Regions from separate parts of the Mus musculus genome. Here regions 2, 3 and 4 are each linked to region 1. The links are chromatin contacts, called in public HiChIP or PLAC-seq and promoter capture Hi-C maps. All regions are on one chromosome and are shown on one strand. The core of a region is the stretch at or near the end of the contact, and the rest is flanking DNA. Distances in the headings are between cores, read along the strand shown. Region 1 holds the start of Ccdc117 (coiled-coil domain containing 117). Region 2 holds the start of Polm (polymerase (DNA directed), mu). Region 3 has its middle 25 kb from the start of Emid1. Region 4 holds the start of Emid1 (EMI domain containing 1).

The links. Promoter capture Hi-C pulls out the DNA fragments that hold promoters and counts their contacts. HiChIP or PLAC-seq counts read pairs in DNA pulled down with a chosen protein or histone mark.
Region 2: a promoter capture Hi-C map of macrophages shows a contact between it and region 1, with 5 read pairs. The contact joins the promoter of Polm here to the promoter of Ccdc117 in region 1. A contact is called at or near these places in 3 of 39 promoter capture datasets (liver and macrophages), 1 of 484 Hi-C or Micro-C datasets (embryonic stem cells) and 1 of 115 datasets of contacts at active chromatin or transcription factors (pancreatic cancer cells).
Region 3: an H3K27ac HiChIP or PLAC-seq map of regulatory T cell precursor shows a contact between it and region 1, with 6 times the contacts expected there. The contact joins the enhancer-like site here to the promoter of Ccdc117 in region 1. A contact is called at or near these places in 1 of 39 promoter capture datasets (embryonic stem cells), 2 of 484 Hi-C or Micro-C datasets (CD8 T cells and regulatory T cells) and 5 of 115 datasets of contacts at active chromatin or transcription factors (astrocytes, bone marrow-derived macrophages, epiblast stem cells and 2 more).
Region 4: an H3K4me3 HiChIP or PLAC-seq map of neural tube shows a contact between it and region 1, with 5 times the contacts expected there. The contact joins the promoter of Emid1 here to the promoter of Ccdc117 in region 1. A contact is called at or near these places in 5 of 39 promoter capture datasets (cranial neural crest, frontonasal cranial neural crest, liver and 2 more), 6 of 115 datasets of contacts at active chromatin or transcription factors (the 230-238 cell line, astrocytes, bone marrow-derived macrophages and 3 more) and 2 of 9 other capture datasets (embryonic stem cells and pancreatic islet).

What each region holds. Positions count from the first base shown.
Region 1 is chr11:5,540,822-5,543,728 of GRCm38.p6, reverse strand. It overlaps Ccdc117 (coiled-coil domain containing 117), which reads left to right and starts at 1,512. Exons shown (of 5, transcript NM_134033.2): 1 at 1,512-1,852; 2 at 2,306-2,356. The coding sequence starts at 1,671.
Region 2 is chr11:5,836,699-5,839,549 of GRCm38.p6, reverse strand. It overlaps Polm (polymerase (DNA directed), mu), which reads left to right and starts at 1,534. Exons shown (of 11, transcript NM_017401.2): 1 at 1,534-1,989. The coding sequence starts at 1,799.
Region 3 is chr11:5,176,003-5,178,729 of GRCm38.p6, reverse strand. No RefSeq gene overlaps it. Among named protein-coding and RNA genes, the nearest start is that of Emid1, 25 kb to the right of the region's middle. Within about 2 kb of position 1,364, at least 89 of the 459 cell types and tissues checked have an H3K27ac peak or open chromatin away from gene starts, as enhancers often do. A contact at or near this core is called in CD8 T cells, bone marrow-derived macrophages, regulatory T cells and 1 more, where this site is marked.
Region 4 is chr11:5,150,892-5,153,775 of GRCm38.p6, reverse strand. It overlaps Emid1 (EMI domain containing 1), which reads left to right and starts at 1,546. Exons shown (of 15, transcript NM_080595.3): 1 at 1,546-1,654. The coding sequence starts at 1,554.

The DNA.
Region 1 (2,907 bases), core at 263-2,762:
TGCTGTTTTGTTCGTTTTGGAGATAGGGTCTCACACATCCATTTCATGTCCTTCTTAGCTGAGGCTGCCCTTCCATTTTTAAAATCCTCCTGCCTCAACCTTCCAAATGCTGGGATTACAGGTTTATGCCACCCGACCTGCTCATACAAAGTTGCCTTTATGAACTTTACTTCCTCCAAATCATTTATCACTAACTCAACTCCCCCAGGCTAAGACACTAACTCACTTCCTTAAGTCCACTCTAGTTCAGTTACTGGTGTGTCCTTGATAAATCTTTGGCTAAATGGCATTGACAATGGTATAAGCCACTCAGTGATGAGTGATGGGATCATTCTTTAAGGCAGAAAAAAATGGGGGATGATCAGTGGTAGGACTGACCAATCAATCCTCCACTCCATTGGTCCAACCTAAGCAGGGGACATTATTAACCATCTTTGGATATACAAGGCTGAACTTCTGCTTTTCCCCTCCAATTGCTCTCCCAATCTCTGGGGGTTTTAGTAATTGTCCATGGGATCCAATACATCAAAAATTTCATTTATGATAAAACACAGAAACAATTGAAAGATAGCATTACAAGTACACACATGTAGAGTTTTCTAAGCCTTGACATCCTGTTTTGTTGTTAAGGCTGAACTCAACCATTCTCTTGCTTCAACCTCCCTATAGCTGGGATTGACTGGAAGTATGTGCCACACATCCACCTGCTTCATGTATAAATATTGTGGTGGAGTACATGCACCCTACCACTCAGCTGCACTTCCCTCTCGGAGTTTTATTAGCTTTTAATTTTCTATTTGTTATTGTTATATGTGTGCATGAGAGTGCATGTGTAACCAGGGAACAAAACCAAGCCAGTCCCCACCCCCACCCCACGAAAGGAAGTTCAAGAACAAGTTTCTAGAGTTGGTTTTCCTTTCACCATAGATTCTAGAATAATAACTCCAGCTGTCAGGTCCCACTCCTAGGCATTTTTTTTTTTTATATTTTGTTTCGTAACAGTGGCTGGCCTGGAAGTCACTATGTAGACCAGACTGACCTAGAATTCAGAGATTTTCCCTCCTCTGCCCAGAAAGTGCTGGTATTAAATGTGTGCACCACTATGCCCAGCCCCACCTCTAGATTTTTAATTCATTCACTACTCACTTCAACTCTGAAAACATTTTTTCTTATCCTGTTTACTACAGAAGAAACAGAAACGTGTAACTTTTTATTTTGGACTGGGTCCCACGTAGACTAGGCTAGCCTAGACCATGCTACTTAGTCAAAGTCTGGCTTTGAATGTGTCTGATTATCCTGCCTCCACCTGATAAGAGCTGGGAATCCACCACGCCCAGCTCAAACGTTCTGTATAGGGATTGGGTGTCTGTCATTCTGGCCGGGTGAGGGCGACCTGACCTCCTGCAATTCGTCCGGTACACCCCCGGCCATCTTGCCTGTAGTCCTTAAGGACCACAACTCCCGGCATGCCTCACGACAGCGGCCCTCTATACACAACAAATCCCGACGTGTCTCTGGGCGGTCCGGAGTGGAGGGTTCTAGAAGGCGTGAGGTTGGGGGGCCGAAGAGGGCTCAGAGGCAGGTAATCGTGGGTAGCGTTGGTGGCGGCCACTGCGGAGTCTGGGAAAACGAACGACTGGGGTCGCGGACGCAGCCTCGTCTGGAAAGCCATGGCAGCCCTCGGCCGGCCCTTCAGCGGCCTCCCTCTGAGCGGCAGCGCGGACTTCCTGCAGCCGCCACCGGCCTTCGCGGGCCGGGCCTTCCCGCCAGGAGCCGCCGGCCATGACCTGGCCCCGCGGCCCGGTGTCCGCGGCGCGCCGAGCAGCCCGGGCGGGAGAACAGCGCGCGGACGGTGAGCAGGCGGGGCGGGCCCGTTAACCTCTCGGGACGTTAACCGTGAGTCCCGGGGCGCAGGGCGGGCGACCCTCGAGGGTTCTTCGGCCTGGACGCTTCCCTCCACACGCGCGGCCGCCGGCTGCCGGCCGGGACAACTTTGAATGCCTCTGGGACACTTGGGTCCCTCATCGGCAATGTTGGGGGCAGAAATGGGTTTGGAGCGAGTGCTCAACTGTCACTGCCCCGACAGAAGTGACAACTTCAGATTTTCTTGTCTGAGGTTATTTTATTCGGAGCCCCTGGCAAATCGTGATCACCTGGGACCTGTGTGGGTCTATCACGGCCAAGGAAGGAATGTTCAATTTGTGGCGGGAGATCCGGATGAGTGAGGCGACAAATACATGGTGCAGAAACGTTACATTTACGTTCCAGTCGTGAGTGACTGGTTTGTTTTTGTTTGTTCCAACAGTGTTTCCATTCACTGTAGAAAGAAACACAAGCGGTTGGCGGAGGATGATGAGTAAGTATCCAGACCAATTTGTCCTCTTTGTGGTCGCGGTTAGTTTAACACGTGTATCCTATTTGAAGTGAAAACGGTGAAGCACATGTATCTCTTTAAACTGCTGACATTGTTTGCCTTTTAGGGGCAGAAACTGAGTGGCGGGCAGGTAGAGGAAAATGCGCATGCATTTTAAACTGTCATTTCAGACACAAAAGTATTAAACCAAAACAAAAAGAAAATCCTAGGCTCTGTATTGGAAGGGTTGGTGTTCTCCGCGGAGGTAGTAACCATGTAACCTGTTCTCTTTCTCCTTAGGAAGAGTCCAGAAACTTACAAATTTTGTAGCCAGATACCTGGTCACTCTGCAATGCTTTGGAGTAGCTTATTCCAAATGAGTATATACAAGGTCTACCTGTTGGTTTTTGTTAAGATCGCCTGTCTGTGGAGCCGTGTCTAACCAGGGCTGTCCTCAAACTTATTAGATCTGTTTGCCTCTGCATGTTCAGATTATAAAGGCCCACATGCTACCAGGCCTCAATACCTGCCTTTTCTTTTTTTTCTTGACCATT
Region 2 (2,851 bases), core at 285-2,784, 300 kb before region 1:
CAGTACTCACAACCCACAGCCAGCTCAAACTACTTTCAAATGGAGTCCCTCCTTTCTCAGGTTGGAGTGCTGACAGTGCAGCTATGCCACCCTGCCAGGCCAGGATTTAAAGTTACATGTGGTTCCACTTGCCATTCTTTTCCTCCAGTTGGTTGTGCTCCTTAGATCACAAAAATCTTCCAATGGGGCTGGAGAGATAGCTTGGGAGTTAAGAGCACTTGCTGCTCTTGCAGAGAGCCCAGGTTCAGTTCCCAGCCATCTTTAACTGCAGTTCAAGATCTCTGCCCGCACCAGGCATACACGTGGTGTACATGCATGCATTCAGGCAAAACAATTAAGCACATAATTAAAAAAAAATTTTTTTAAGGGGCTAGAGAGATGACTTATTGGTTAAGAGCACTTGTTCCTGCTGAGGACCTGAGTTAGATTCCCAGCATTCACAGGGGCAGCGGCTCACAAATGTTCTTAACTCAAGTTCCAAGGATCTGAAACATTCTCACTCGACGGCACCAAACATGTACGTGGGGTACAGCTACACATGCAAGTAAAACACGAAGACACAGAAAATAAAAATAAATACATCTAATAAATATTTTTAAAAATTAAAAAAAATCGAGTGTCACTAATATAGCTTTGGTTTCTTTTTCGGATTTAAATGATTGCTGATCCGTCTGAGATCTGCTTAATGTTAAGCAGTTTGTAAGGGGGCCAATTTTTTTTTTTTTTTTTTGACTATGGCATAATGGGGCATAGGAACATTTCTGACAAAAGATCCAGTGAAATAACTGAACAAAGGGTATCAATCAGGACTCAAAATCCTTCCTAATGTAACTATAAAGGAATTTTAATAAGTTTAATCTATAAAATCCATAAATAATGCTGTTCCAGATGAAGAGCCACTGGAATTATTTTTCTTCAATCGGGGAAAAAGGGCACATAGAAACCATTTCTGTTCACTTCCACTGGGATCTAGTCTTTTTTTTTTTTTCCCCAATTTTTTATTAGGTGTTTTCTTACTTTACATTTCAAATGCTATCCCGAAAGTCCCCTATACCCTCCCCCGCCCTGTTCCCCTACCCACTCACTCCCACTTCTTGGCCCTGGTGTTCCCCTGTACTGAGGCATATAAAGTTTGCAAGACCAAGGGGCCTCTCTTCCCAATGATGGCCGACTAAGCCATCTTCCGCTACATATGCAGCTAGAGACATGAGATCTGGGAGTACTGGTTAGTTCATATTATTGTTCCAACCTATAGGGTTGCAGACTTAACTTTCCAAATGGAACGCCAGCTGTCCCAATGCTGTTCGTTACATTGGAAAACGTTTTCACCCTCCACCAGCTCACATGTATACTACTCAAACTCCGTTCCCCTCTGCATACCCAGGGGAAGTGGCGTGGGCGCTCTGTCACCAGCAGAGGCAGTGGAGGGTTATCCAGGACTTCTCATATGGCCAGGATAACCTGAGACCCCGCCCTCGGGGGCGAGGAAGAGAGGCCGAGACTCCGCCCCCGAGAGGAGAAAAGTGCCCGCCCAGTACGAGGCGAAGCCCCGCCTACGGGCCCAGGCTACTCTAAGGTCTGGGAAACCACTGGGGCTTTCTATGAGAGTAGTTCAAATAAGAATCCTCGGGCGTTATTTGCATAGAACTGGGGCTTCCGATGGGAAGCCAAAAGCATCCTAGAGGGCGTCTCGTTTGCATAGAGCAGACACCACTTCCTCTCTCCTCCTTCCGCCTTCTTTCATGACCCTGCCTTCCTTCGTTCTGCGGCTTCCTGTGCTTCCAGAGTTGGTGCCCAGATGCTTCCGAAGCGACGGCGAGTGCGAGCTGGGTCCCCACACAGCGCGGTAGCCTCTTCCACGCCGCCCTCGGTGGTGCGCTTCCCGGATGTGGCCATCTACCTTGCGGAGCCGCGAATGGGCCGCAGCCGCCGGGCCTTCCTCACCCGCCTGGCGCGGTCCAAAGGCTTCCGCGTCCTAGATGCTTACAGGTGTGCGGCTCCCGGGAGGCCCCGATGGTGGTGGGATGCCATCCCCCTCCGGGAGCTGGTGTAATTGTGCCCGTCACCCCAGGGTAGGGACTTACTGTGGCCCAGGGCGGGAGCTGGCGCGCAGCTGTGACAGCAAGCAGCACCTGCGGCTTTGGGTTCCAAGCCAGCCTCGGTACTTCGCGGTTGCGGTACGGTCTCCAACCCGGAGTTCCTCTTTTTGAAAGGATGCCATCGAGTCAGAGGCTTCTTAAAGAGCTATAAAAGAAAGAATGGTTAGTGAGAAATATTTGCTAGCTGCATTCCCTCCAATGAGCCAGCGGTCAAAGATGTCCTGAGTTTGCAGACGTCACCAACTAGCTCCAGTAGAGAAAATGCCCAGGGCAGTGGAGTAACTGAGATTGAGGAGACTAAAGGAGCCTGTGCCCGTGTAGCTGGCTAGTTTGTTTGCAACTAACTCCTCCCTCCACAAATGAAACATTCTTTTTGTTTGTTTGTTTTGTTTTTTTTCGAGACAGGGTTTCTCTGTGTAGCCCTGGCTGTCCTGGAACTCACTCTGTAGACCAGGCTGGCCTCGAACTCAGAAATTTGCCTGCCTCTGCCTTCCAAGTGCTGGGATTAAAGACGTGCGCCACCACGCCCGGCTCAAGACTACACTTAAAAGAGTAGAGATAACAATTTGGATTTCGTGTGGCTCTACATTCTTACCACAGCCTGACAAGGTGGCCTGCATTGGATTTTCCCAGTGTAAAGGAAATATAAATACGATGCTTTCCAAGTACATACAACAAGAGTCTGCCTACTGGGGTTTGAATAAATAGGGCAAAATTCTTGTGTCTTAAAATCTTAGCAGAATGGTATGCCA
Region 3 (2,727 bases), core at 115-2,614, 360 kb after region 1:
CTTCACTCATGCTCTGGTCATGTGTGAGCCTTGATGAAACCAAACTCTAGTTTGATATTGCGTTCTTAGAAGAGGGAGGGAGGGAGGAAAGGAAAGGAGGGAGGGAGGGAGGAAGGGATTTACATCTCCCCAGGGAAGAAATTCTCATTGTTCCAACCACAACACAAAGTAGCAGACAGTGAGTGCCCCAGCAAGGGACAGAGGGATGCTCGCTAACCCTGAGACCAGCCAGGCAGGAACCTAGCTTTACAAGAAAAAAAGGGGACTGGCCGGGGCGTGGTGGCGCACGCCTTTAATCCCAGCACTCGGAGGCAGAGGCAGCCGGATTTCTGAGTTCCAGGACAGCCAGGGCTATACAGAGAAACCCTGTCTAGATAAAAAAGAAAAAAAAAAAAAAAAAGAGGGAACTGGGAAGTGGGGGCAGGGGGGGATGCAAACCTATGGACCGGGAGCTCTTAGGGAGCGAGGACTTGGGGCTGCAGCTCATAGGGCTGGCCGTCCCAGGTATATGGCGTTTGCAGGGTCCTGTGCTCCTGATTTGGCTCTGGCTGTTGGCCTCCTGAGAGTCTTCATTATTTTTCCAAGAAGAGACTCTATATTTTCATTTTGCACTGTGGTGCCCACAAATTATAGTCAGTCCTGAGTCCAGAGACTCTGCTGCTGAGGCTAAACACTTTGCCCATCTATGTCTAGCACATACTACATAGATATTTGTGTGCACACCAAACATGTGTATACCCACCATACGTGCATATAGTCCCCGGTACCAGCATACCCTTTCAGACTTCTCCCTCCAAGACCTTTTTAATGATTTATTTATTTACTTCTTTGTGCACTGGTGTTTTGCCTGTATGTATATCTGTTTGAGGGTGTCAGATCCCCTGGAACTGGAGTTATAGGCAGTTGTGAGCTGCCCTGTAAGTGCTGGGAACTGAACCTGGGTCCTCTGGAAGAGCAGCCAGTGCTCTTAACCATCTCCCAGCTCCTACATGGTTCATTTTACCTATAAATATTTACTGAACATCATATGACTGATATGATAGGATATATGATAGTGTTGATGGCAAGGAATACTGGGACAGACAATGGCCTCTGCTTTGTGGAGCCTGAGGCCATGTACCCTGGCCAGGCTGGCCTTCTGGAAGTTACCTGTCTCCTTGTACCAGCTGTAGGCCACTGAGCGCGGAGGACTCCCGCCTGACCTGGCACCTAGCTCAGTTCACCAGAAGCCTACCCAGGGCGTTGGCCATTGGCTCGGTTGGGAATATTCTAGAGGATCCAGTGAGTCTTAGGCGACACAGAAGTTATAGACGCCCATCCTTTCTCAGCCGTGATGAGATGAACCTTTCAGAGATCAAGAGACCACGATCAAAGGGTTTTTATGTCAGTCTTTCCTTCCTGCCTCAGGCTGTGGTAAGCGGCTGTGATGCGCACATCCTGCTTCCTGCCTCTGCTGGCAGCCAGAATCTCTTCTTTAGGGTTGTTTTTTTTTTTTTAAACCACACTAGAGATCATGCCAGGGCCAAGGCAAGAGCTCTACCCTAGCACGTGTTTGTTTGTTTGTTTGTTTGTTTGTGAGGTAGCCTCAAACTCTCCACCTTCTATCTCAGCCTCCAGTATGCTGTGCTTAGAAGTCTGCACACTCAGAGACTCAGAGACTCTGCAGCGCTCAGCCTGAGCCTGGGGCCTTGGGGTGCTCTACCATCGAAGAGTCCCAGGCCTATTCCAGTGTAAACTCACGGGCCTCCAGCCTCAGTGGAATTTCCTAGTGGAATTGCTGTCTTTGTCACCAGTTTGACTCAGCAGCCAGATTTTAAGCCCCGGCCATTGAAAACTCTGCAGTAACGTACCTCAGCTGGTCTTAGGCACTGCCCAGAAAGTATGGCCGACAAAACAGCCCAGCTGTTTGAACAAAAGAAGCTGGTGACATCAGAGTGCCAGGTGGAGCTGCCTTCTCCTCAGACTGAAAGCATGTTCTCATGACGGCCTGTCACAGCTACCCCCTCACTTGAGGCAGGACTGAGTTATGCCCTTCTGGTCTCGGGGACCTGTGAGGTGAATTCTGCTCTGTTTCTCAACAAAACAGCATACAAGTCTACAGAATCGACTCAGTGGGTGTGTGCCTAGGTCCACACAGCATGAGGACCCGAGTTCAGATCTCCAGCATCCAGGTTAAAAAGCCAGGTGTGGTGGCGTGTACCTGCAGTCTAAGTGCTGGGACAACACTGGCCAGCCAGCTTAGCCAAATCAGTACCTCTGAGTTCAGTGAGAGACCCTGCTCAAAAACTAAGGTGCAGAGTGGGTAAGGGAGACACTTGACTTCAACCACTGGCCTACACAGACAGACAGACAGACAGGCAGAGACAGACACACAGACATACAGAGACAGAAAGAGATAGACAGATACACACAGACAGACACACAGATACACAATATACACAGACACACGACAGACACATAGAGAGTAAGTCAGAAAGACAGACACATACAGAAACATAGACACACAAGACACACACAGACACACAGAGACAGAGACAGAAAGACAGACAGATATACAGACAGACAGACAGACAGACAGACAGACACACAAACCACAACAAGAAACCACAAAAACCCAGAAAGTATGGGTTTCTGAACACAGTGACAGGTGGCTGGAGGGCTCCCCATGGGCGCTGGCCCTGACTCCCATGTGATTCAGCCCTGGAAGGCCATGGGAAGCCATGAGTG
Region 4 (2,884 bases), core at 297-2,796, 390 kb after region 1:
GACTCTGGTTATGCCCTGGTCCTGACTCTACCCACAGGTCCAGGAGAAGCAAGCCCCAGGACTCAGACTGTCTTTGTTTCCACACAGAGATGGGCAAGCAACCACAGGAGCATGGCCCCTTGCACAGCTGAGCTGGGCAAAGATTCCCTGACCTAGGCTGCTCACTGCTGGGGCGTGCAGTAGACGTCTTCTGTGACCTCCCTTGGTGACGACTCTGCTCTTGTGTAGAGCTGGGCACAGTATCGAACCCAGCATGCAGGAGGCAGAGGCAGACAGACCTCTGTGAAATGAAAGCTAGCCATATTATATATGTGTGTGTGTGTGTGTGTGTGTGTGTGTGTGTGTGTGTGTGTATTTGTTCCAGACCAAGCCAGGACATATAGAGAGCTCATCTAAAAGAAAGAAAGAAAGAAAGAAAGAAAGAAAGAAAGAAAGAAAGAGAAAGAAAGAAAGAAAATCATACTTCATATACACACATATGTACATATATGTGTGTACATATATGTACATATATGTGTGTACATATATGTACATATATGTGTGTACATATATGTACATATATGTTCATATACACACATGTTCATATACACACACATGCACACGTGTACACAAACATGATATGCATGCATACAGGCATCTCACGTGTACACAGACATACATGCATACACATGCCCACCACACAAACACATACATTGTTCATTCAAATATGGCGTACATAAGCAAATACTGCCCATGCTCACAAACACATCGTGTACACACAGATTCAGCACATACATGTTTACAGCGCCGTGCATGCATACAACATTATCCATGCACACAAATAGTCTATCATGTCAGCACAGGCAAACTCCTCGCACCTGCTATGCCGCGTGGAATGTGCCTGAGTCCCACCCAGGCCCTCTGCTCTCAGCCAGTCCTTACCTTAGGGAATGGGAAATTGAGGCCTATGCCAAAATGCTGTCTACACTTGTGCTTAGACCCCAACACTGAGATGAGGGGATTGTGGGTCTGGGGTTACTCTGCCAGAGTGCTCTGGGCCTTAGTGTCTCCCTGTAAAACAGGTATAAGGGTCACTGCACTTAGGGGACGCGGGAGCACCTGAGCCTCGGGTTTCTCCTCCGTAACATGGGCGACCTAGCCAGCCCAACACGGAGTGATGAAAGCTTTAGTCAGGGCAGGATGTATGGGGTGAGATGCCTGGGACAATGGCACAGCTCGCGCAGGAAGCCTGTGTTAGGTCGATGGGAAGATCCTGTGTGTTTCGGGAACCCAGTTCCGCAAAGATGTCAAAGATGTGCGTCCAGAGGCGATCGCTCTGGAGTGGTGGGTTCAGGTCCTGGCAGCGTTGCGGGGACGAGGGGGCGGGTGCGGCCAGGGCCTCAGTTTCCCAGTCTGCGGCTCAGGTGGGCACCTGGAGGGCGTCCTGGCGGGGGCGCGGACGGCTTCCGGGTTGGCGGGGGGCGGGGGGCGAGGGGCGGGCGAAGCCGAGCGCCCCCGCCCTGCTCCGCCCGGAACCGGCTCTGCGCGCCCGCGGCTGCGGTGGGGACGACAGCATGGGCGGCCCGCGGGCCTGGACGCTGCTCTGCCTCGGGCTCCTGCTCCCGGGAGGCGGCGCCGCGTGGAGCGTCCCGGGCGCCCGGTTCTCGGGTCGCAGGTAAGTCTCCCCTAGCTCTGTGCAATCCCAGCACTGGGGTGAGGGAAGCAGACCCCAGCTCCGTGCAACCCCGAGACTGGGACAGGGACCCGACCCCAGCTCCGTACAATCCCGCGACTGGGGCAGAGACCCGATCGCAGCTCTGTGCAACTTCAGGGTCTGGGACAGAGACCCGACCCCAGCTCCATGCAACCCTAGGACTGGGACAGAGACCCGACCCCAGCTCCTTGCAATCCCGGGACATCGGAGGCAGTCCGAGACTGTTGCAGGGGCTCCATCGCTCATCTCTATACCATAAGCAGTGGGAGCAGGGGTTTGGCACGCTGTGCTCAGGATAGCCGGCTCACCTACTTCTGTGTGAAAGAACAGACGGCCTCCCCTACTGAGATCCCGGAGGCCCCAGAAGGTGGACCCATGGCAATGCAACAGAGCTTCCCAGGACTTCTGTGGGTCTCGCCCAAGCCCCCCTTCCCTTCATGTACATGTAAAATGCCAGGATCACCCCTTAGCCAGCCCTTCAGGAATCCCCTCTCTTTTCCCCTGCTACTGTCTTTTTCTTCTTTCTTTCTTTCTTTTTTTTTTTCTTTTTTCTTTTTTTATGTCCCAGCTATTTATTTCACTCGGAGGAAGGACTGGGGTGGAGACTGCACAGTGGGTCAGTGTCAGAGGCCCCCTGGGACCTGGCATTTGGTTGGACCTCCCAAAAGCCTATGACTCTCTGCCGGCCTTTGTGGAGTGTTTCCCAGGATCGGGTCCTGTGGGGCTTTTTCTAGACAGTGCCTTCAAGACTGGAGGATGTAGGGAAACTTGTCCCCACTCAATAGAGGGGCAAACTGAGACTAATGTGCTCGTGGTGGGTATTCATGGAAGAGCTGGGATTCAGCTCTCCCTTTCTGGACTCGATGGCAGAGTTTGAACCTGCCCTGGCCCCTGCTCTGCCTGTAGCCCCTGCCCCTGTCTCCAGGACAGACAATGTGGACTAACCAGGCCTCTTAGGCCTTTCAGCCCATTCAAAGGCCCGTGAGGGCCCCACCCCCCTGTGGCCTCACTTCTTTCTTTTTAGAAGTTTCCCTTTCTTGTGGTCAGAGGCCAGCAACCCCCCCTGGGAGCTAGCAAAAGCAGGTGACCGGGTAGAGCAGGCTCAGGGGTAGAAGTGGCTGAGGCAGCAGAGGTCAGGCAGTTAGCTGTCTGAGATGGGAACAGCCGAGTGGCAGATGTGGCAGATGCCAC